Linked DNA regions of Mus musculus: regions 2, 3 and 4 are each linked to region 1. A link is a contact called in public HiChIP or PLAC-seq and promoter capture Hi-C data. All regions are on one chromosome and are shown on one strand. The core of a region is the stretch at or near the end of the contact, and the rest is flanking DNA. Distances in the headings are between cores, read along the strand shown.

Evidence for each region. Promoter capture Hi-C pulls out the DNA fragments that hold promoters and counts their contacts. HiChIP or PLAC-seq counts read pairs in DNA pulled down with a chosen protein or histone mark.
Region 2: a CTCF HiChIP or PLAC-seq map of the NIH/3T3 cell line shows a contact between it and region 1, with 9 read pairs. The contact joins the enhancer-like site here to the promoter of Abcb10 in region 1. A contact is called at or near these places in 10 of 39 promoter capture datasets (the 3T3-L1 cell line, 3T3-L1-derived adipocytes, cranial neural crest and 6 more), 5 of 15 datasets of contacts at CTCF or cohesin (the NIH/3T3 cell line, embryonic stem cells, large pre-B cells and 2 more), 5 of 484 Hi-C or Micro-C datasets (CD4 T cells, bone marrow-derived macrophages, cortical neurons and 2 more), 29 of 115 datasets of contacts at active chromatin or transcription factors (the NIH/3T3 cell line, T-cell acute lymphoblastic leukemia, acute myeloid leukemia and 18 more) and 3 of 9 other capture datasets (adipose tissue, embryonic stem cells and liver).
Region 3: a contact with region 1 is called in an H3K27ac HiChIP or PLAC-seq map of large pre-B cells, with 4 times the contacts expected there. The contact joins the enhancer-like site here to the promoter of Abcb10 in region 1. A contact is called at or near these places in 3 of 39 promoter capture datasets (hippocampal neurons and liver), 1 of 484 Hi-C or Micro-C datasets (nephron progenitors), 11 of 115 datasets of contacts at active chromatin or transcription factors (DN3 thymocytes, acute myeloid leukemia, bone marrow-derived macrophages and 8 more) and 2 of 9 other capture datasets (embryonic stem cells and liver).
Region 4: a promoter capture Hi-C map of hippocampal neurons shows a contact between it and region 1, with 2.1 times the contacts expected there. The contact joins the enhancer-like site here to the promoter of Abcb10 in region 1. A contact is called at or near these places in 2 of 39 promoter capture datasets (hippocampal neurons and neural stem cells), 4 of 115 datasets of contacts at active chromatin or transcription factors (the 230-238 cell line, bone marrow-derived macrophages, embryonic fibroblasts and 1 more) and 1 of 9 other capture datasets (adipose tissue).

Annotation. Positions count from the first base shown.
Region 1 is chr8:123,980,252-123,986,044 of GRCm38.p6, reverse strand. It overlaps Abcb10 (ATP-binding cassette, sub-family B (MDR/TAP), member 10), which reads left to right and starts at 2,923. Exons shown (of 13, transcript NM_019552.2): 1 at 2,923-3,643. The coding sequence starts at 3,232.
Region 2 is chr8:124,347,470-124,353,262 of GRCm38.p6, reverse strand. No RefSeq gene overlaps it. Among named protein-coding and RNA genes, the nearest start is that of Pgbd5, 84 kb to the left of the region's middle. Within about 2 kb of position 3,317, at least 16 of the 459 cell types and tissues checked have an H3K27ac peak or open chromatin away from gene starts, as enhancers often do.
Region 3 is chr8:124,317,919-124,323,711 of GRCm38.p6, reverse strand. It overlaps Galnt2 (polypeptide N-acetylgalactosaminyltransferase 2), which reads right to left. Exons shown (of 16, transcript NM_139272.2): 4 at 1-40. Among named protein-coding and RNA genes, the nearest start is that of Galnt2, 89 kb to the right of the region's middle. Within about 2 kb of position 2,276, at least 19 of the 459 cell types and tissues checked have an H3K27ac peak or open chromatin away from gene starts, as enhancers often do. A contact at or near this core is called in embryonic forebrain, forebrain and hippocampal neurons, where this site is marked.
Region 4 is chr8:124,273,093-124,278,885 of GRCm38.p6, reverse strand. The region is part of intron 1 of Galnt2 (polypeptide N-acetylgalactosaminyltransferase 2); the gene reads right to left. Among named protein-coding and RNA genes, the nearest start is that of Galnt2, 45 kb to the right of the region's middle. Within about 2 kb of position 3,020, at least 77 of the 459 cell types and tissues checked have an H3K27ac peak or open chromatin away from gene starts, as enhancers often do. A contact at or near this core is called in adipose tissue and hippocampal neurons, where this site is marked.

The DNA of each region.
Region 1 (5,793 bases), core at 1,674-4,173:
GTCTCAGAAGTCGGGCACAAAGCATCACAGGGGTAGTCTTTCCTGTCTCCTCACAGCTTTCTGTGACTTGCTGGCAGTCTGTTTCCCCTTGGCTTGCAGCTGCATAACCATCTCTGCTGTTACTGTCACAAGGTGAGGACAGGCAGGTTGACAACTAGTAAGCGCCACTCCTCCATGTTCTGGCTATCTTTATTTTTTTTCTACTCTTTTTGTTTTGTTTTGTTTTGTTTTGTTTTGTTTTTCGAGACAGGGTTTCTCTGTAACTCCTGGAACTCACTCTGTAGACCAGGCTGGCCTTAAACTCAGAAATCCACCTGTCTCTGCCTCCCAAGTGCTGGGATTAATCTGGCTATCTTTAAAGAGTTATTTATTTTGTGTATATAAGTACACTGTAGTTGTCTTCAAACACAACGGAAGAAGGAAATCTGATCCCATTACAGATAGTTGTGAGCCACCAAATGGTTGCTGGGAATTGAACTCGGGAAGAGCAGTCAGTGCTCTTAACAACTGAGCCATCTCTCCAGCCCCCAATCTGTCTCATCTTTTTTTTTTTTTTCCAAAGATTTATTTATTATATGTGAGTACACTGTAGCTGTCTTCAGACACTCCGGAAGAGTGGTGTTAGATCTTGTTACAGATGGTTGTGAGCCACCATGTGGTTGCTGGGATTTGAACTCAGTACCTTCAGAAGAGCAGTCGGTGCTCTTAACCACTGAGCCATCTCACCAACCCCCATCTGTCTCATCTTAAGTAAAACCGCATCTGCAATCCTCTGGCTCCTGACTGGGAGTTAGCACTTCAACAGAGCCATTTGAAGGGACCAAACTTCAACCCTTCTGAGGAATGGTGACAAAGCCAGCAATGCTACCTGTCGGCCTGAGACACTGCTGGGATAAGGCTTGAGCTGCGGCAGTTCAGAGAGCAGTCTCATTGTGTATGTTCAAGTCTAAGATTCCTATGTAGGGATAATTATTCTCAGGTTATTTCTCTGGTTTTTAATTTTTTTATCCGTTCAATAGTTTTTTCTTCATTATATCTTTATTTATTTATTTGTGTGTGTGTGTACTTGTGTGGGTGTGAGTATGCCTTAGCATAGGTCAAAGAGCAAGCTGTTGGAGTCAGTCTTCTCCTTGCTTGTGTGGGTTCTGGGGACCCACCTCAGGCTCAGCAGCACACACCTTCACTTACCAAGCCATTTCATAGGCCTTCATTTCGTTCTTTGTTTTTGAGATGGGGTCTTGTTGTGTCTTAGGTGGCCTACCGTTCTCTCTGTGGCCAGATTAGCTTTGAACTCATGGCAATCTTCCTGGTTCAGCCTCCAGGATGGCAGTACCTGTAATCCCCGAACCCGGAAGACTGAAGCAGGAGGATCACTCAAAACCCCCTTACCCAAAACAAAACAAAAAACAGAAAAACCCCAACAAACAGAAACCTGAGTTCAAATCCCAGCACCCACATGGTAGCTCACAATCATCTGTAATGAGATCTGATGCCTTCTTCTGAGGTGTCTGAAAACAGCTACAGTGTACTTACATATAATAAATGAATAAATCTAAAAAATAATAACAATAATTTTCAGAAAGTGGCTACTCTTGCCAGCCTGGAGGCCATTCCTTCCTTAACGATGCTCAGCTGGGGTCCAAGAGGAAGGAACAGGAAGTGCTCCTGGAGCTTGGGCAGGAACCTGGGTCCTGCTGAGTGTGGCTGGGGTGTAGTTCACACTGTGACTCCCTGGGGCTTATAATTCCTGCACTGATGGGAAGAAAACTCAAGTCTTCTTGGGCCTCAGGGCTGGATTTTAAAGGACATGCCTGCTTCCCACATCTCCAATTTGCTCAAGGCAGACTTAACCTCACTCACGGTGTTGTTCACCCCCTCCACCTCGTAACTTCACATGTAGGTGAGGCCCTTGTCTGAGTGTGGAAAACATACAACGATGCTGAGATCTCAGGAGCCAGACAAATATGAAAGATTCTTATGTTATTATTTTTACTGGGCTTTTTGAGACAGGTTTTTTTCCTATGTAACCCCTGGCTATCCTGGGACTCTCTATGAGACCAGGCTGGCCTAGAACTCAAATAGATCCACATTTACCTGCCTCTGCCTCGATTCAAGGAGTGCTCAATGTCTGGGCCAAACATGAGGAAAACAAAACAGAAAGCAGATAAACAAATTACAACCAGCTGCTAACTGCTTGGTTTCCTTTCTTTTCTCTCTCTCTCTCTCTCTCTCTCTTTCTCTCTCTCTCTCTCTCCCCCTCTCTCTCCTTTATCTGTGTGGACTCAGGGACCTGGTGCTCCTGAACTGAACATTGCACTACCCTCCCACTCCCTATTTTAATAAATGACTTTTCCAGGGTTGGAACTGGGGTATTATGCATTTGAAAAGTCTGATGTTTTGTCCCTTGATTCCCCCCCCCCATTCGTGTTGGGTTTTAGGAATATATTGAACTAAAATACTGGTGTTGAGGTTGTTTTGCAACCTCCCCCCCCTTTTTTTTTAAAGGCAGGGCTCACTATGTAGCCCAGGCTGTCCCGGAACTCACTCTATAGACTAGGCTGGCCTCGAACTCAGATCTGCCTGTCTCTACCTCTTATGTGCTGGGATTAAAAGCGTGTGCGGCTGAATTCGCTCTGGTCGAGTGAACTATCTAGGAGTCCACAAACTCTTCCCCCTTCCTCAACCTAGGCCTCCATAGGATACTCCCGGCCTGCCGTCCTTAAGACCACTGCTCTCGGGGTCACTTCTACTCTCCGGGCCTCTGCGGCACCTCCTGCATTGCACAGTTCTCCAAGATGTGGAGACTCCTTGGTCTGCCGACCGCACGAAGGCGAAGGCACCCAAAGGTCTCAAGCAAGAGACTCAGGTCGTAAGGGGCGACCTGAGTGCCGCGCATGCGCACTCCGCCAGTGACCGGCGAGAGAAAGGGCTCGGACGCTCCAGGTTCACAAGTCGTGGAGGGCGCAGGAGAGCGAAAAAGCTTCCGCGTGCGGCTGGCGGGCGCAGGCGCTGGCGACTGCCTGCCGGACAAGGCACTGCCGGGGAGCTAGCGGCTGGTCGCCGCCCAGGGGTGGACCCTACGCGGCGGAAGGCGCGGCCCGGGCGCTGGCCCGATGGGGCGGGAGGGGCGGGCCGCTGCTGCGTCCCCGCCCTGTGCTCGGGCCGGGCGGGGAGGGTCCCGGGGCGTGCGGCCCGGCCGGTTGGTGAGACTGTCCGGGCAGACGCAGCGCCATGCGCGCCCCTTCTGCTAGGGCGCTACTGCTGATTCCGCGTCGGGGCCCTGCCGTGCGAGCGTGGGCCCCGGCCGTCTCCTCTCGGATATGGCTGGCTTCTGAATGGACCCCGCTCGTACGCGCGTGGACCTCTCTGATCCACAAGCCGGGTTCGGGCCTCCGCTTTCCCGCGCCCCTATCCGGGCTGCCTGGCGGCGTGGGGCAGTGGGCCACCTCCTCGGGGGCCCGCAGGTGCTGGGTGCTGGCAGGACCCCGCGCCGCACATCCCCTGTTCGCCAGGCTCCAGGGTGCAGCTGCCACCGGTGTGCGAGACCTTGGGAACGACTCGCAGCGGCGTCCCGCGGCGACCGGGCGCTCAGAAGTATGGAAGCTCCTAGGGCTGGTGCGCCCCGAGCGCGGGAGACTGTCAGGTAAGAACCTGGGGGTACTAGTGGGCCAGTGGGCGGCCGGTGGGCCTCGGCCTGGCCTTGGCCTTGACAAGGGCGATCAAGTCTGCTGACACCTGTTGGAAAGCTATGGATGCTGGCTGGCACTCCCCATCTGAGCCTATTACTAGAATATTTGGTCCCTATCAGCTTGTCAGCATCTGCTTTGGGGCATTCTCTGAATAAGTTAGAGTTTCCTCCTTTAAGAAAAAAAAAAAACAGGAGTTTTGCCAAAATCATGTCTACTTTATAGTATACATTTATAATAATAGTAGTAATAATAATAACATCGCTAGGGTTACACAGTATCAAGCAACCACCAAAATTTCCCAGAATGAAGTGGATCACTGTGAGCTTTGTGCTGGCTGTCACCTCCCTAAGTGGTGACTTGGTCAGGACCAGGCACTGGCCACAGCATAAAAGAACTAGACAGTAACTCAGCCGGATAGACAAATGGCTTTTAAAGAGAAATCAGAATTGGCTGGGTCTAAGTGACAATATTCTGTAACTCCCACATGTCTGGCAGTCGGTGCAGGCAAGGCTGGTTGGAGCAGAGCCATCCTGAGAGCTAGAGCTCTAAATCTCCATTCCTTCTGTGAATATGAACTGTGCCCTCCTCCTGTGGGTTCGATTACCTTGGGAAGCTGACATGGAGTCCTGCTCCTGGGAATCCCTGCTTAGCAGGCAGCGAAGTGTTTGGATCAGAGATGAAATGGGATAGGCATGAGGGTTTTGCAAAAAGGAAAGACTTTGCCACACAGTTCTTGAAACAGGCAGGACTTCAAATAGGTTGTTGGGTCCCTTGCTGTACAAATTACTCTCTTTGGGGGCTATTGGGCATGGAGCAGGTTGCCTGTGGAGCAAGGGCACAGGGGACTGCCATCTACGAGAATCAGGAAGTTGTTGTGACCTTAGTAAAAGAAGACAGATTTTACAATGGTTGTGGATTTCAATGGAAAAAGTCATTGTCTTCTTTGCTATCCTGTAAGCTTTTTTTTTCCCCTCTGTATTTTCCTTAATCTCTTTAAATGAATTATTTACTTTCATCATATGAACATTTATTTTTGTTTTATATTATGTGCCTGCATGTATGTCTGTGTGAGGATGTCAGATCCCCTGGAACTGGAGTTATAGACAGTTGTGAGCTGCCATGTGAGAGTAGTAGGGATTGAACCCTGAACTCTGGGTCCTCTGGAAGAGCAACCACTGCTCTTAACCACTGGACCATCTCTTCAGCCCCCTCCTCTGTGTTTTATTGAGACAGGTGTCATGTAGCCCAGGCTAGCCTCAAATTCATTATGTAGCCGAGGATGTCCTTGAACTCCTGATCTTCTTGACCATCTCCCAAGTGCTGGAATTATAAGTGTGAGCCACCAAACCCAGGTTTAAAAGATGTCCATGGGAAGTGGGGGAGGGCACAGGGAGGAGCAGACAGTGTGCACGGAGGAGCCTGAGACTCTGGGCAATTGTGTGCAGGCTGTGAGGGGCTGAGGCAGGCACCTAGGCTTCTGCTTCTGAAACTTAAGATCTCAAAGTTGTGGAGAATCAGGCTTTGCTGATGCCACCTAGCCCTTCCCTGTCTGCCTGTACCTGTCATGTCTGTGACCTGCCATCTGGCCCCACTTGTCCTGCCCTGCCAGCATGCTGTGGAGTCTGCATTAAGTAAGTCAGAACAGGAACCGGCTTCCATCATCCGAGCTGTCAGTCTGCCTCACTGAACCATCAGATGTGTGGCCTGAGGGACAGACACACTGCCGCCGACAGTAAGGGTTTTGTTTCTGAGTCAGGGTCTTGCTCTATAGTCCAGGTAGGCCTCCAGCTTGAAATCTATGCCTCAACCTCCCAAGTGCTGGGAATTCTTAAGGCTTCCTAAGGAGGTAGTAAATATATTCTGTCTCCAGGAAAGCTGAAGAAGAGCTCTTAGATAGCTTATCTTTTCTTCAGAAGTCATGGCAAAGCTGGTCTGGATGTTGGCCCTGGTGGGAGTAAAAGGAAGTGGTGGGGCCGTTAATTTGTAATAGATCATGCTAAGGGTTGGCACATCTTTGAAATGCTGGGGAAACAGAACTGTTGCATAGGTTTTCGTCTGTCTGTCTGTCTGGTTTTTGAGACAGGAGATCACTTTATAGCTTAGA
Region 2 (5,793 bases), core at 2,068-4,567, 370 kb before region 1:
CCTTGCCCTCCAAGGTCAAGTAGGTCCCAGGGGACTGTGCAAACCTATCTCAAAATGTTGTGTAACTATGAGGGGACCACCTGTTCTCTTGTTTGTGGAAGCCATGGAGACCCCATCCAATTAGCACAAAGCAGGGTCCAGTCTATGAATAGGACGATCAATATGGAGGAAAATGTTCAAACAAGGCCTTCAACTTAACCTCACCTAGACGGAAAAACTGATAAACGGTGAGGGGGTGGGGATGGGGCTCTAGAGGATCCAGAGGCCAGGAGTGACGGGGAGTAGATTCTCAACTGGCCTTGATTGATTCTGGCCACTGACATGGTTTTAAACGCTCAGGAGGAATGTATAATCAAAGATGAAAATGATTGGCTTGCTAATTTAACAGTCCAGGGGGAATCATAAGGCCAGATATTAGGTTTAATTGCATATGAGATGTTTTAGACAATTATTTCTCACTAATGAATTCTTAATAACTAAATAGGGGACACCGTGACTTTGTCTCAGCTCAACACTGCAGCCCTGACCTGCGGCCAAGGGAGACAGGCCCACTGTTGTTTTTAAAGAAGCTAACCAACTGGCAAGGCCAGACAAGACACTTGGAAGGTCCTACTCCAAGGATTGATTTGGACTGTCCTTCTCCCAGGACCTCCGAGACTGGTCAAGTCCCCATAAAAACCTCGCTCCAACATGTACATGACCTTTGCCTCTGTGGGGAATCTAGGGAGAGACTCAAGGGCCCCCCAACTTTCTAGTCATAAGGGGATATAAGGTCTCTAGAGAAAAGACACAACCTGAGTTCTAGGTAAACGCATAGAGAACCTCAGCCATCTTCAAGACGTGGGGTCACTGTTCCCCATATGGGAGCCCGTCTCATAAGAATCCCCTTTCTTGGACCTGCACTCCCCCGAGACGATGCCCCTTTCCTCAGCCATCACCCCTGCCCCTGACAGCAGTGGCTGTTGCTCTCTGAACAGCAGGGATTGAGAGTGTTTGACAGGGAATGTGACAGCAGGTCCCCGAGGTGATGGTGGCTTATTCTCAAGAGACCTTGTGAAAAGAAACAGCTTCAAGGCTGAGTGCCTTAAACAGGACCAATAGAGGACCCTGTAAAATAGTCAGCCCAGGGCTGGAGAAATGGCTGCTCTTCCAGAGGACCCAGCTTCAGCTCCCAGCACCTATCTCCATGGCGGCTCACAACCATCTGTAACTCCAGTTCCAGGGATTCAACTCGGTGTTTTGGCCTCTGTACCAGGCACATGAGATACACAGACATAGATGCAGGTAAAGCGCCCATACTCCTAAATAGAAACATTCCCAAGTCAGAGGCCCTGTCTCTGTGGCTTGGACTTCGCTCTTTCCTGGATGTTCAATTCTTTGTCCATCCCAGAGAATGAGCTCAGCGAGCCCCTAGATGGCCACTAGGGGCCAGGACACCAGCATCCTCCTCCCTCCCTCTGGCTCAGAGCTCAGGTCTGGGCCCTCAGCTGTCCTTCCACAGGAGTAATGTCAAAGTGGTACTTTTAGAGCAAAGATTTCCTGGGGCAGATGCACCCTGAAGGAAAAGAGACCTTGAAGTTAGGTGGCCTGCTGGGGTTCGTTTACTAATCCTGAGTCCCAGCCTTCCTACCATGGGTACTAAGATCTGGTCATATGTCTCAGTGGTATAGGCTTTTGAGGGCAGGTTTAGTCCTCTGTCTGTCTGTCTGTCTGTCTGTCTGTCTGTCTCTGTGTGTCTCTGTCTCTCTCTGCCTCTCTCTGCCTCTGTCTCTCTCTGCCTCTGTGTGTCTCTCTCTGTCTCTGCCTCTGTCTGTCTCTCTCTGTCTTGGTCTCTTTCTCGTTGTCGTCGTTGTTGATCTAGTGATGTGCTCAAAGCTAGGTTGCTTTGTAAAGTTTGATTCCACTCACTGTCCCCAATGTCAGAGCCCAGGTGCTCCAGCTGGTGATGGTTTGTGGCTGGCAGCATCCTGAGGTGGCTCAGCCATCTCATGGAGACAAGGGATGGCCCCATAGCCAGTCCTTTTTAAAAAGCCACCAGGACTGTCAGGTGCACCACCCTGATGACTTTGCCTATTCAGATCCCCCTTCCAGAGCCCTGACTGGGTGACAGTCGGACTAAAGTCCTGTCCCCTTGAAGCCTCCCAGTGGGCACTGAATTTCAACACATAGTTAGGCATGGTGGAATATACCTGTCATCCCTGTGTGTGTGTGTGTGTGTGCGCGTGTGCGTGTGCGTGCGTTCATGTGCACGCATGTGTGCATGTGTGAGTACACGGTGAAAGGAACTTTATTGTGAGTCTGAGGACAGCCTGGACTATGCAGGTCAGAAGTAAGATCCTCCAAACAGAAGCTGAGCATGTAGAGGGTTGGGGTCCGGTGGGGGTGGGATTGGGGTGGGGCTGGGGGGCACAAACCACATTCAAGGCACAGCTGGGGCTCATGGGAACACATGGCTGTGGCTGCCTTGAGAGAGAAGGGCACCTGAAGCAAGCAGACTACAACTATCATTAAATCAAACCACGGAGGAACACCAAATCCCAGACCCCGAGGTGTAAGAAGAACACTCATCAGCACAGAGGAGAAAACCAGACCTCTCACTTGCCCAGAGCACTAACAGTAAAAGCCAAGGCTTGGGGCACATGGGCTGTCACTCACTGTCACTGGGTCCGAGGTACTGTGGCAGGTCAGGAGGGAGGTGTTACTTCACAAGCTGAGTGCCTTTGTTCCTGGAGCAAACCTTATGTGACCCTGGCAAATATGGGCCAGCACCTCTGAGCTGCCCCACAGGGATGCTCCTGAGCTCAACGTGTTCGAGACAGTTCTGCGGGGCAAGGGGCTGCTGAGACTGCGCCCGTTAGCTCTCTAGACAGTGAGTAGGTGTTTGACCCAAGAAGCCCACGGTAACCTTGGTGTCTGTACCAGGTGCTAATAGGACAGTGCGGTCTCTGCAATCCGGTCTGATTCTGAGCGGGCTCAGGGAAGCTGGTATGTGGTGGGGAATTCCTTTATGATCCCATGCAGCCAAGCACAATATCTGAAGATCTTGAGAAGGAGTCACTGAGGCCTCTAAGGACATTAGAGTATAGGGTACCTAAGAATCCAAGGCTATTGCCCTGGAATGGGTGGACTGAACTGGGCCTGGGAGAGGGGCAGGTTTAGGTGCTGTGTCTAACCTCAAAAGTGTCAGGGTAACAACACAGCAACAGATCTGACAGCCTGATCTTACCTGGATCCCATGATCTTCTAAACCTAGGTTTTTTTGCCTTTCTTTCCTGGGAAATGTCCCTACCTCTGGGTGAGGCTGTTCCCGGTCTGGCCAGCAGAGGGCAGCAGAACCTCAAATTAGCACAAAACAGACCAAATAGTGTTGTGGACTGGGGAGTGTGGGCAGCTGGAATTATAGAAGACACAGCCCCACGTGAGACCAGCAACAACACGGTCACTGGGACTAACTGGGTGACCTGGCGGGGATGGGAAAGGAAAGGAGCTGCAGAGCCCCACAGTCCTTCACCTGGTCACCGTGTCTAGGTTTGTGAGGCACTGGGACACTTGAGGGGTCCGTGATGCTACAACCGTATTTTCCAGTAGAGGATAAGCTCACAGTGTGCCGAAGGACAACTGAATCTTAGAGACGGGGAGAGGTGGTAGGTTGTCATGCCGCCCTCCCCCCCCACCCCACCCCCGATCTGATGGGAGCCTACAGTGGAGAAGAGTAGCAAGTGTAACCTTGGGACTGGACAAGCTGAGCCACCATCACAGGGACACTGGATGAGGCCAAGGACCTCACCTGGACCTGGGCTGTGCACAGCCCAAATCTCAGCCCTCCAGTTTACAGCGGAGATTGGCAATGACGCAGGCTAGTGGCTCAGCTATGAGAAGGAGGAGGTCAGGTCTAGTCACACCCAAAGCCCACCATTTTCCCTAGCACCTTATTACGTCCCAAGCCAGACAACTTGGCTCTCTTGAAAAACTCTATCTAGCCCCACAGTTCTTCCTGCCATGGAGAAATGGCTTAGCATCCATGACTGACTTACAGGAATTCAGCCGAGCAGGTAAGGGGCTGTGCCTCCTGACTCCTGGACAGCCCCACCTCTACTCCCACCAGGGCACTGAAGGTCCCCGAGAGGCAGATGAGAATAGCTACAGTCTGCAAGGTTGTCCAATTTGCTGAAGAGCATATTCAATGTCTCCAGTGGGAAGTTCATGAGTTCACAGTCCTGTCTTTGCTCCTTGGAGGACCACTAGGTGTAACACAGGGTCACAATGCCCTCCTCACTCACCTCTCCCACAATGCCCCTCTTGCAAGTGAGCACAGGGTTCCCATTTTGGACTGGCCTAAGGGGCGGATCTAGTGTGCAAGGGGTGGGTCTAGTGAGCAAGGAGTAGTTTAGTGTGCAAGGGGTGGTTCTAGTTTACAAGGAGTTGTTTAGTGTGCAAGGAGCAGGTCTAGGGTGCAAGGGGCAGGTCTAGTGTCAAAGGGTGGTTCTAGTGTGTAAGGGGTGGCTCTAATATGCAAGGGGCAGGTCTAGTGTACAAGGGGCAGTATAGAGTACAAGGGGTGTGCCTAGTGTGCAAGGGGTGGGTCTAGTTTACAAAGAGTGGTTTAGTGTGCATGGGGCAGGTCTAGTGTGCAAGGGGTGATTCTAGTGTACAAGGGGCGGGTCTAGTGTGCAAGGAGTGGGTCTGGTGTGCAAGCCCAAACTGACTGAGGTTTCTTTAGGTCCTCGCTCTCCCCTCAGAATCCCCAAGCCTTCTCTGATGCTCTCCAGCTCTTGAGAACTGCCATGTGCTAGCTGCTACAAGGGGGCTGCTTGCCCTGGTCTCTCCTGGAGGACTGCCATCTTCTCACCACCTCTTGTCACACAGAGCACAACACTGAGCCCTCCCCTTGCCCCAGGACAGGCTCAGTCTCAGAGCTGGTGCCTCATGTGACCTATACAAGTCACCCAGGTTCATGGCTGGCTTGCTAGAGCTTGCCCAGTGCCAAATAGGGAAACACTTTATGGGTTGTGAAAATTAGAGGCAAAGTATTCTCCAGGGCTGGCCAGTCCTAACCAGTCCTAACATGGGAACTCCACATCCTTTTCTGTCCACCCACTCCTGCCTCTCAAGCTTTCCTTTGTTCGTGTGTGGCACCCTGGTGACATGTGATAACTCAGTATAAAGACTGGACTCTCTCCTCCTCCTCCATCTTCTTACTGGATCTGAGTGGAACTCAGGGTGTCAGCGTGTACCTGCCTTGTCCATAGCTGGAGTTAGGCCTAGGGTAGGTCTACCCCACTATCCCCAAACCCCCAGCCCTTGTACCCGCTACATAGGTACTGTAACACGGCCAAGGGTCACTCTCATACAGTCTCTTCTTTCTCCTGGGGTCTTGTTCTCTCTCTCACCCACCTCACTTTTGATACAGTTCCAAGGTGGAGAGATGACTTAGCTATAACCCAGGCCCCTCAGCCTGGTGCTCTAGGCTGTACCCGTGGGTGTTTTGAAACTCTCTGGTGTCAGGGATTCCTAACAGACCAATAGTTACACACAGGCAGCTTCTCTGATCGTGGAGATGGAGACGACCCGGGCTGTTTGCTCAGCCCATGTTCACAGGCCTGGAAACCAGGGGTTTCTGGAACCCAAGGGCCAGAGAACCTATGGCTCCTTTACCAATGCACAGGATGGAGAGAGTCCCAGCTCCTGAGAGGTCACATTCCTGTTCTATCAGAGTCACTGGATGGCTAAATGGTGCTATCATATGGAGGACGGTTGTTCCCACTTGATCTGTCGCTCTCCGGCCAGTTTCTG
Region 3 (5,793 bases), core at 1,027-3,526, 340 kb before region 1:
GGTGGCTGGCAGGTCCACTCGCCACTGCTTGCGCTGACACCTGAGGAAACAGAGTGACCGGCCCTGTGAACAAAGGATACACCCCGCAATGACGGATCATCCCTGCTCGATAAGCAGAGTGGGCTGCCAAGACCGAGAGGCTGCGGTTAGCCTGCCAGCTGTGGGAGGTTCTGGCACAGACGCACATATGGAAGCAGGAGCTACAGCCAGGTTCTGCTTACAGACAAGGGCGTTCTGCAAGCTGTATGAACTGAGAAGAGATTTCTAACATGTAAGGCACGTGTTCTAAAGCAGTGAAATAGCCTCCCACTTCCAGACAGACACTCCTCAGCCACACGCCTGCCTCAGTCCTCAGCATTTTTTCCCCCCTTGGGGGACCTACGCCAGCCAGCCATTGCTTTCTTCTTACCTTGAGCTTTGCCTACAACAGGCAAGGTGCCTATTGGGTGATTGGCTCTCACAGTATCAAAGGACCCACTGCCTGCCGTCCTTCATACTGCCTGCCAGGCCTTCTCCCAGTAACCTGGTGACAGAGGAGCAGGCTGTGTCATGGAAGCCGGACTGGCAGGTGGGCAGGCACCTTAGGCCTGTCTCACGTACAGGGCCATAACAACCTAGGCCTGCAAAGATGGCAAGCCGCACAGGGCCTCTGCGTTGACTGTGGACGCCTTACACTTGAGCCAATGAAGACCAGTTTTAAAGCCACGCCTCTTCTGATGAGGATAACAAGTATAACATGGTCAAAATACTCAGTAAAGTAAGACCCAGCTCAGCAGAACTCACGTGGACTCTTCCAGGCCACTCTGGGGATGCAGGCAGAGAGCAGTGTCCCAGAGTCTCTACACAACTCCCCTAGGAGGGTGAAGACCTTGTCAGAGCCTTGGGACACTGTCAGCTGTGTCTGAGTACAGCCAGAGTCCCAAGTGGCCAATGGTGATGCCAGTGACACCAGACTGAGAAGGAGCCCAGCAGAGCAGCCGGGTTGACAGGGCGTACTGAAGAGGAGGGAACCCACAAATCCAGTCCCTGCCTCTGGACCCCTCCTTGCCCTTATCATCTCTTCAAGTGGCAGAGCCTTCCATGGGTCCAACACACCGAAGACTCAGTTTACCCTGCAGCTCATCAGATTCCCCCAGTTATCTTGAATGGAAATCAGTGGGAAAGGAGGTGGATTCTGGAAGAACCCTGGAGCTCAGTCAGGGCTCAACACTCAACTGCTGAGCAGTGAGCTGGATGCTGGCATAGCAGCCGCCGGACACCAGTAGAGAGGTGTGGAGAGGGCAAGGCAGGTGCCCCGAGATGAGTGCTTCCCCAGGACTGTCGAGAGGAGCCCAGCCCTGCAGTCTGTGAGCAGCAGCAAGAAAAGCAGCACAATTATAAAGCAATTAGGGCTGCAATTGCAGAAGGGGCGTCGGTTAATTTTAGTCATTATAGTACATTCTTTTTAATTAATCACACACAAAAAATTGTATAGCAGTTGTTTGTGGGGAGTCAGGGAACGAATTCTACAGTTAGCATCTGATCTCACTCACTGTAGACGAGCCTTCATGGACAAGCCAATTGATAAAAATTAGCAGGAAGGTAGATGAACGAAGAATCTATCAAGTTTCAACTGTAAACAAATTACCAAATGGCTTCACTGTCAAGAGGCCAATCTGTAATGCTGTAAGGGGGAGAGGCTCCATGCTTCGAGGCTCACTGCCCTCTGTACCCGGGTCCCCACGTAGCCCAGGAGTGACTGAGCCAGCAGACCTGGGTTGGGAGACTCCAGGGACCCACAGGGCCGAGTGGGACCGTGAGAAGATGGATAGCATTTTTCACTCTCAGAGCGCTGGATTCCGGGCCCATCCAATCACGCCCCAGTCTCTCATTCTCCTCGTCTCTGCAGGAAGCTCATCTTCCAGGAGCTTTTGGAAGTCTCCTGGGGCTCTGGAAGCATTTGCTGGAACAAGCAGGCTGCTGCTACACAGCGTTTTATTAAAACTCCTCTGCATATTCCTAAGGCTCAGGCTCAGGTCTGGGCACTCAGGAGCTTCAGCGAGATCCCATTCTTAAGGAGTGCGAGCTGAAGGCTCTCACAGCCCACGGGTGGAGCGAGTGTGCGCACAGATCCAGATAAGCCCCACACTCAACCCAGATGAGGCCCCGGAGGAACCAAACCGCTTTAAAAAGAGAAGCAATTAATTTTGCATTTAAAGAGTCTTGCTTGGCCCTGTCAGCCAGTCTTAGCTGCTCTGGAGGCAGTGGGAACCAGGGTGGCAGCTGCTACAAGTCCATCAGCTGTAGGGTGCTTCCTCCCAGCCAAGCAGGATGGAGAGCGAGCAACAGCAAGAGAACGAGGCAGCTGGAGTCTCTTCTCCCAGACACACGCAGAAGCCCACTCTGGGCCCTGGTTCACTAGAGGCTCCAAAGACTTGGTACTGGCACTGTCATTCTGGAAGCTTCCTGTCCACTAAAATGGCAACTTGACAAGTCAGACACATAAAGATAACATACAGACACACACACACACACACACACCACCAAATAGACTCAGCAGGTTGTATTTATATACATGTGTGTGTATGTGTGTGTAACAATAATGAGAAAGAGGCCATGGATTTGAGAGAGGACAGGGGAGGGGCTAGGGAAAACTACATAAATACAATGTGTGTGTGTGTGTGTGTGTGTGTGTGTGTATGGAAATTAAAAAGTCAAATTAAAAGATTTTGAAAACCCTTAGTTTAGCTAAAGAGTTCCAGAAGGATCCTGCCTCTCCTGGATGTGCCTCGCACTTCACACACACAAAAGGTTTTCCTTTCTCTTGGCTTTCCTATTTCTGACATTAAATCAAAGCTCCAGCTGACTCCCAGGGACAGACGGATGCTGCAGACATACACTGGATGATCCTAAATGCCGTTGGGTCATTTGCAGGGATTAATACATGTCACTGTGGCCAGTAATACATGTTACTGGTCCTGGCGTTATCCACGGGCATCACACAGGTGAAGCTGAGGATACACAGGAAGAAACCGGCCAGAACATGTACATACCCAAGGGGAGGGTCAAGTCCTAGCAACGATACGGTCAGAAGGGTGATGAGGGTTCCTGGGTTTCTTCTCACCCCGTGTGACACTGTGGTGGTCTGACTAGGAATGTCCCCATAGACTCATAGGTTTGAATATGCTTGGCCGTGGGAGAGGGAGTGGCACTACTTGTGGCCTTGTTGGAGGATGTGTGTCCCTGTGGGGGTGGCCTTCGAGGCCCTCCTCCTAGCTGCCTGGAAGACAGTAGTCTTCTCCTGTTTGCCTTCAGAACAAGATGTAGAACTCTTGGCTTCTTCTCCAGCACCATGTCTGCCTGGACGCTGCCATGTTCCTGCCTTGGTGATAATGGACTGAACCTCTGAACCTGTAAGCCAGCTCTGATTAAATGTTGTCCTTTCTAAGAGCTGCCTTGGTCATAGTGTCTCTTCTCAACAATGGAAACCCTAATTAAGACAGACACCAGGACATTAGTGATGTAGCTCACTGGCCCGTGTAGGGACAGTGACAAGCAGGAGGGCCTTCACTCTGTGGTCCTGTCTTTACGGCAGCTCACAGGCAACAGTTACCACCCTTTCAGGCCCTTTCCAACCCCCAGTGTCGGGAGAGGGAACCTCTAACCCAGATTTGGTGCGCTGTCACTCCTAGGTATGCTTTTAACTAATCACACAGAGAAAAGGCATATATACATCCCTAAACAGCATGGTATCAACCTCCGAGGACTCAGCTGACGGAGAGGACACATAGTCGCTGCTCGCCTGGGCACACAGCTTTGCCACACCACCCTGCTGTGGTCAGGTTCCCACGTAGGAGCAGACACACACACTGTCCCTGCCTAGTCTCCGTCAAGGAGTAAGGAGCACCGGTAACCGTGTACTGAGTCACTCCACGCTCTTCACCCTTTGCCGTGATTCGCTCCTGCTCTCATCTCACCCCACCGCAAGCCCAAGGCCTCGCAACCTCTCACTTCTCCCCTTCTGAGAGCTGAGATGGCAGGTGTGTGCCACCATGCCCAGCTCGTGCCTTCTATTTCTTGAGTGATTTTGGTAATATTTTCCTAGAAAAATATCTATTCCATTTACATTTCTTTTCGTAGACATGTACCTGCAACTGTCTTATTATCTTAGCTGCTCTGGGTGTCTCATGAACACACAACCTATCAGAGGTTTCTGGTTTTGTTACAGATCGTTGGGGGCGTATCTGAGAGAAGCTGCACACAGTCCTCTGTTTCCTCTGGGTTGCTCACTTTGCCTCCCTCCCCCACTTCCTTCTGCTTCAGGGTTAGCCTGCGGTTCTGACACCTTGAGTTGGAATAGACCAGGCTACCCCATATAAAGAACCAAGTTGACTTGAATGAATTTAGTCCTCACCTGGAGATGTAGGGAGTTCTATATTCTGCCAAGAGGAACTGGGAACAGGGAACAGCCTCCTGGCTCTGTGAAGACAGTGAGATGTGCCCCACTCTGTCCTGAGCTGAGGTCTGTTCCTGCTGCTGAGGTGGGAAGATAACGTAGCTGGGAGCCCTGTGGCTGGTCTGATTTCTGCCTTTGCCACTCACCGGACGACGTGTGAGTCTCTACAGCATGCTAACAATCAGAAGTCTCAAAACCCTGAAGAACTTAAGGTAGATCTTTCAGCTTCCCAGCTGGGGCACGGAAGTGCAGTGAGGACTGCTTTCACAGGAACACTGGGAGGATGTAGGCCCTGAGCAGAGGCAGTGGCTCACTGGAAGCCTGAATTCGCCCCCCCCCCCCCCAGTTCCTCTCAGCTGGGGGAAGACAGATCTGTCATCTCAGTGGCTGCCTTGGCAATTGATACAATGTTTCCAAAGTGTCTGGAACAGTCATCTAGCCTGTTGTGTGGCCGGAGTGCTAGCCAAGCCAGAGCTGGAAACACGTTCCCCACTCCTGAGCTGGCATCCAGGGTGAGCAGCTGCTGGAAAGCTACAGACAGCTGACCACCATCACAAAGCCGGACCTGGCCAGGGGATAGCAGGCTCACCGGGGATACCCAGAGCTGAGTCACATGCAGGTGCCTGGCTCTGCGGAACACTGATTGTAACCTGTAACCAAGCAGGCCAGGCAAAGAGCCCCAGGCTGTGCTGAGGCAGCTACCCTTAGACTCATTTGTAAAAACTATTTTTTAAGTTTTCATATACACATGTAGTTGTGTTAAGCCTGTTTCCCATATACCTCTCCCTCCCTTCCCAAGCGCCTCCTCTGTTCCAACCTAGACGGCTTCATTTCTACCTTCCTGTCATAAATACATACATGATTTTATGTATATAAAGTCTATATAAAGTCTAGGATCTGCAAATAAGAGAAAGCGTGTGATGTCTGTCATTTTGAGATTGGCTTATTCACCTAATATGATTGCATCAATTTTCCTATAAATGGCATGACGGCTCCTTCTTTACAGCTGAAAACAACCCCAGTGTCCTTGCCTTTCCCCACGCTGATGGCACCTGGCCTGCCTCTGTAACGTGGCTGCTGTGACTACCGCTGCTGTAATTGTCAATGTGCAAGTGTCTGTCTGTGTGATCTTGACTTGAATGTCCTCTAGGTAAATCCCCAGGAGTGGTATGGCTCCGTTGTCAGAAGATATGGTTTTGTGGTTTTTTTGTTTTTTTGTTTTTGTTTTTTTGAGAGACCTCCACACTGTGTGGAGAGATGCTATTCATGGCAGCAGCATACTGCAGAAGCAGAGTTCCTGCCTCTAACCACAGCCAACGGCACATACGGCAGACCCAGCCGCAGTCAGATACACAGAA
Region 4 (5,793 bases), core at 1,771-4,270, 290 kb before region 1:
GCCCTCCACACTGCCCACAGTCCTCCATGAGGCCCCACTGTTAGGAGGCCAACACCCGAAGACAGTAGGTCTGGAGGAATGGCCTCCTGGGTGGATTAGTCGTGTGGTCTCTAAGGGATCTAGTCTAATTTGTCTTCTGGGTACCTTCCAACACTGTACACAGCTATGATGAGCCTGTGAATCATAGTCACAGGCCTCCAGAGCTTAAACTCATGCTGACTAGATATTTCCAAAATGACTCAAAACAAGCCAGTTCTCAGAAACCTCCATCTCAGCTCTCCACTCGAGACCTGTGTTCTTTCCCAGCTTTGCTGTGAGGCTGAGAAAGGCAGGCCCTCTTTCAACCGGCTTCCACACCATAGGTCATGGAGGTGAATGGGTGCATCTCCTCCAGGCCTGGTGCAGCAGGCCATGGACTCTGCAGCCACCGCTGTGGCGGAGGTGAAGGTTTGGAAGCCTGTGTCACCCTGCGCTGATTCAGCCCAGGTCCTGGCCTCATCCTGGCTTGTGGGGCACAGAGGTTGGACAGCGACTCACAAGGTGGTTATCTTGTCTGAGAGGAGCATGGAGGGAAAGCAGCAGGCTTTTCGCGGCCACCAGCACACTTCAGACACAGCAACGGAACCGGGTACTTTCACCCAGTGTCCTCATCTCAGTGCTAGGATGACGGACAGGACACTGCCTGGGAAATTGCCGGATGGCAGGGTCTCCCGGGACAGTAGCCCCGGCAGGACAGCAAACACTGGGCTCTGCTCCCAAACACGGTGTTGCAAGCAGGGACAAGGAAGGAGGAAGCCAAGGGATGAGCGGGAACACGTTCTCGTGACGTCACCACTAAAGAAAAGCCACGGGGGGAAAAGGTGAAAAGGATTCGTGAGGGATCAGAACGGGCTGTGATTTAAAACTAACAATGTCAGGAGGAAATCTCTACTTTCTTCCGGAATTTAGGGGAACGGACATCTTTTGTTCACGAAAGACAATAAAAGCTGAACCACACACAGCCTTGTTCCTAAGCCAAACCAGGTTTCCCTCCTCTTTCCTTGTCAGTGTGGGCTGAGTTATAATATAGTTCTAACCCATGCTGAGGGCCTGTGACAAGACGGAAGAGTCTGCTCAGATCGGTCCTGATGCTGCATCGAGAAAAGGAAGAATCCAAGCGGCACAGTTCACTTCCACTTCAGAAGACCAGACTCTCCTGTGGCCACCAGCACAGAAGCCCCTCTAAGTACCCTTGAAAGTACAGGGACACAGGTCAGCAAGGCTGTGGCCCCAGGGACAGGGGGCACAGTTGGGCAATAGGCCCTGTACCAATGGGGCATCTGCTGACAATCCTAACTGAGACGTAGCCTTTGCAGACTTCCTGAGAGCAGAAGAAGTCCTGCCTATGTCAGGCCTAGTACAGCAAGACAATCAGGAGTCGTCCAGTGCCCACTTGTCTCCAAAAAGCTCTGCCCAACACCCCAGCAAAGCCCGGAGACTTCAAGGGAAAGGGGGATTTGAAACAAACCGGGTAGGGAAGGATCTGCCTTTAGTTTGAAGAAAGTTTCCTTCCTAACAAAGGACCCCAACCTTGCTTGATGGCTGACAACACACCACTCTTCTTATTTAGGCCTAAGACCTCAGCATTATCAAGACCCAGCCCTGCCAAACCCCAAATGGAGACACAGGTAGTGACAGCCATGCTAGGACCCGCTGGAGGGAATACAGACCCAGTTCCACGAGCTTTCCCAGGACCCTATGTCCTCTGGGGCAGTGCGAACTGCTTGGGAGTAGGGTTAGCCACAGAGCATCCTCTGATCAATGGAGCCCTTATCTCTCTCTACCTTCCTGACTAGAGATTCAGCCACCAACGCCCATCCTCCTCCTATTTGGTCCCTGAGTCTCCCGACCTGGTCTGCCATTTTGCTCTGTCCCACGAACTCTTGAGGTGTTTTGGCCGGGGTCCACCAAACTCTGAACACACAACAGGATCCTCTGCTGACACCTCCGTATCTACTTGAGTATGAATTCCACAGTCAGCCATAGTCCCTGGGGACACAGCAGAAGAGAAGCTCCCACCTGCCTGCCCGACTCTGCACAGGACTTCCCTGTTCAAATAGGCATGCAATTCATATGGCTGCCTTTCCAGTGGAAGCCAAATGGCTGTGTCAACCTTGGTCTCCTGAGGCACCTCCCCTCACGGTAGGGTTAAATGGCAAGCTTCTAGATCCTTGGCAGCCAAGTGTGAGCCCAGTGTATCCCTAGCTTAAATTATGGGATGCTGATCCCAGGGAAGACAGGAGCAGCCCTGTGATCCAACAATGATATACACCGCACGGCACACAGAGCGTGGGCTAGAAATTAAGGTGCCTTTGCCGGCATGTGAACCACCGGGCCAGTGCAATGAGATTTATTATAGGGTTGAGGGTGGGGGTACTCAGGTGTCTCCAGACAGTTAAGAGGTCTCCAAGTATCCTCAGGCTGCTGTGGCAGCTTGGACAAGAATGGCTCCATAGGCTACTATATTTGATCCTTGGTTCCCCATTGGTGGAACTGTTTGAGAAGGTTAGGAGGTGTGGCCTTGTTAGAGGAGGTGTGTCCCTAGGGGTGGGCTCTGAGGTTCCAAAAGCTCATGCTATTCCCAGTTAGCCTAGGCACCAACCCTACCTCCACTTACCTCCTGGCTGCTGTTTCGACATGTAAAGCTCTCGGCTACCGCTGCAATGCCATGCCTGCCTGCCTGCTGCCATGCTTCCTGCCTTGACGGCCATGAACTGTACTACCTTCTGGAACTGTGAGCTCCGAGTCAGATGTTGTCTTTCATAAGCTGCCTTGGTCGTGATTCTATTCCTGTTCATAGGACAGAAAAGTAACTAAGACAACTGTGGGGGACAAAAGCCACTAGAAGCCACTCATGGGACATCTACCCTAATCTGTGCCCACTTCACAAATAGGTACACAAAGGTCATACAGATCTGTTTGATAGGCTCTCACCACATCCTGGGGTTGCAATCACTCCTGTTCCGCGCAGCTAGTCTCTGCCCTCAGGCAGTCACAGAGGAAACACCCATCTACCAAGCCTTGGGCCAGGGACTGTGTGTGCCTCTTTAGACCCAAGGCTATGACACCAAGTGATTCACATAGTGCAGGAACTTGCTGGCATTGGCGCTGTGGCCACTGCGGGATGCCTGGACTCCTTGCTTCCATCTCAGAGTTCCATGGCTGTACTCGCTCCTCAGCAGTAAGCAGGCAACAGGACAGGAGAGATGGGCATTGAGAAGCAGCAACAGCCTCAGCATACCCACACTCAGATTCTGGCTTTGATCCCTGGCAACACGATCTATTCTGAGCATGAGACGAGTTTGCTAATTCCAAATGAGCCAGCCTAAAAGCAGACTACAAACGAACAGCAAGCACACTGTGAAGCCGTGACAGCACCCCAAACATCCCCATTTCCCAGGGACTTGAGCAGGGGTACAGGACCAGAGTTAACAGAACTAGCTCATATGGGCTGCAGACTTCAGGAAGGGGGTCTTGCTGGAGACTCCTTCTGACTTAAACACATGCCAGGGTGGGTGGCTGTGACCATTCAAGGCCACTAGCTATCCTGGGGGTGGGGGGTTCTCATGAGCTGAGAAGATGGCTCAGCTCAAAGAGTTTGAATCCCTGCATCTATGAAAAAAAGTCAGGCTGGTGGCCCACACTTACCACCCCAATGCTGGGGAGGTGGAGACAGGCAGATTCCAGAGGTTTGCTGCCCACCAGCACAGCCCAACGGACAAGCTTCAGGTCCCAGTGAAAGACCCTCTCTCAACAAACAGAGTGATACTGTCTAGTTCCTCTACTGTAGAGGAAACCACACTCCTGCTTCCATGTGCATACCCACAAACCCACCCACAGTCAATGCAAGAGTGAGAAGGGGGTGGGATATGGGAACCAGCAGCACCTGTGGCAGAGAACCAACTCCACAGACACTAGAAAGAACTCAGCGGCCAGTCCTGTACCCTGCAGATTTGCCATGAGCAGCTGCAGAGGAGACAAGAACTGCATGTGTGTGAAGCATCTGCTGCACTGTGCCTACCTCCCCATCACAGCATGTGCTGAGGCTGCAGGACCCTCACAGAGCTCTGCATTCAGGGGCTCCATCAGAACTCATCAACACAACTTGTGTTTCATGCCAGGTAAGCAATGCTGCAGTAACGAGGAGTGAGTTATAGCACCAATAACTCACACCTCAAAAAGGTTCCCACACCCAGCAGCGTACGCAGAGCAGACCACAAATCGTTCTAAACAGAGTCTAAACAGAGCGCATCGCCCAGGAACATCACAGCCCGCCGCAAGGAGCTCAAATACACGCCATTCTTCAAAACAGAAGGGCTTTTTGTCATGAATTTTAAATCAAACCATTAAGACAACCTCCCAGATTCTAAGGAGAGTCTGGCATGAGAGGTATTGACATAAGGGATCAGCTGGGCAGAGCTCACAGTGGGATGTGAGGGGAACCTCTCACCCCTGCAGAGACCCACTTCCCAAATAGGAGGAGCCTGCACTCCTGCCTCAACCCTCAACAGGAGACCTCTGCTTACCAAATCTTCCCAGACTCCTGTACAGTACAAAATCGTTCCACCTACCCTGAGGAGTGAGAGACTATGCCTGCACCCCCAGCACCAGGATCTGAACCCGCCACCAAGCTGTGGCTGCAGTGATGGCTTATGTGTGGGAACAAGGTTAGCCCTAAATACTTTCTCCCTGTCCAACGTTCTGAGGGGCAGGGGGCTGATCTACAGAGTACCAGACAGTGACTGGTGCTACAAGAGAGCAGCTGCCCCTGTGGACCTACAAGGTGAGAGCCAGAACAATGCCAGTTCAGAGGCCACGCCTACCACAGCAGGAAGTTCCCCTCCTCCTCTAACTATACACATCTTCCCCTTCCCTGACTATACCTCACAGCCGCTCATCTCCACAGCTTAGTGATCCCATCTACTCTCAGCTGGCTTCAGCCATCCAAGCAGCAGACACAGCCCCATCCCTGTGACCTCTGCCCTCTGGGGTGGCTCTGCTCCTGTTGCTGAACACCTCACACACCACCCCTGCACCTAACCCAGCAGTTTCATAGCGTGTGAAGGCATGTGGCACCATCTGGGTGAGCAGCAGCAAGGCCACCATCCCGCCCGGCACCTGTCAGCTTGGTGCCTGAAACAGGAAGTAGGGGAACAAACAGGAAAGAGAGATGAAACCCCTACTAGAAGGTGAGCCACGTAGGCCCGAGCCTTGCAGACACAACATGGCAGGGCAGATCTAAGTGCCAAGAGCAGTTATCCATTTAGACGGAAGCTGAGCACCTGGATCTAAGCTCTGAGTGTCATCCTACCCAAAGTTCTGCCACTCTTCACACCCAAACAGTGCTCTCCAGCTGAGGCAGCCACCGATCCCTCTAACACGAAGCTCTCTTGCTGCTCATCAAAACCCGCAACCTCCAAAGACCAAGCCCGCAACCTCCAAAGACCAGGCTTAGGCTCTATCAGCACTTCTGACACTCCTGATCGGCATAACAAACACAGCACAATACAAGACTAAACACAGGACCTTGGCTCAGAGGCTCCTGAGCCTCACACAGCAAGCCCTCCTCTCCTTAGTCCATCTGCCTTCAATTTAAAACATGTTATACTCTCGAACTCAAGCCAAACCGCCGGTGCTCTCCAAGGAGGGTGACTTGCAGACTGTTAGGTGGACTTAGGCAGTGCCTCCTGCAGCTGCTTCTGCTCCTCCTCCGTGTGCCACCTCTTCCTCCCTTACACACAGGCCAGAGACCCA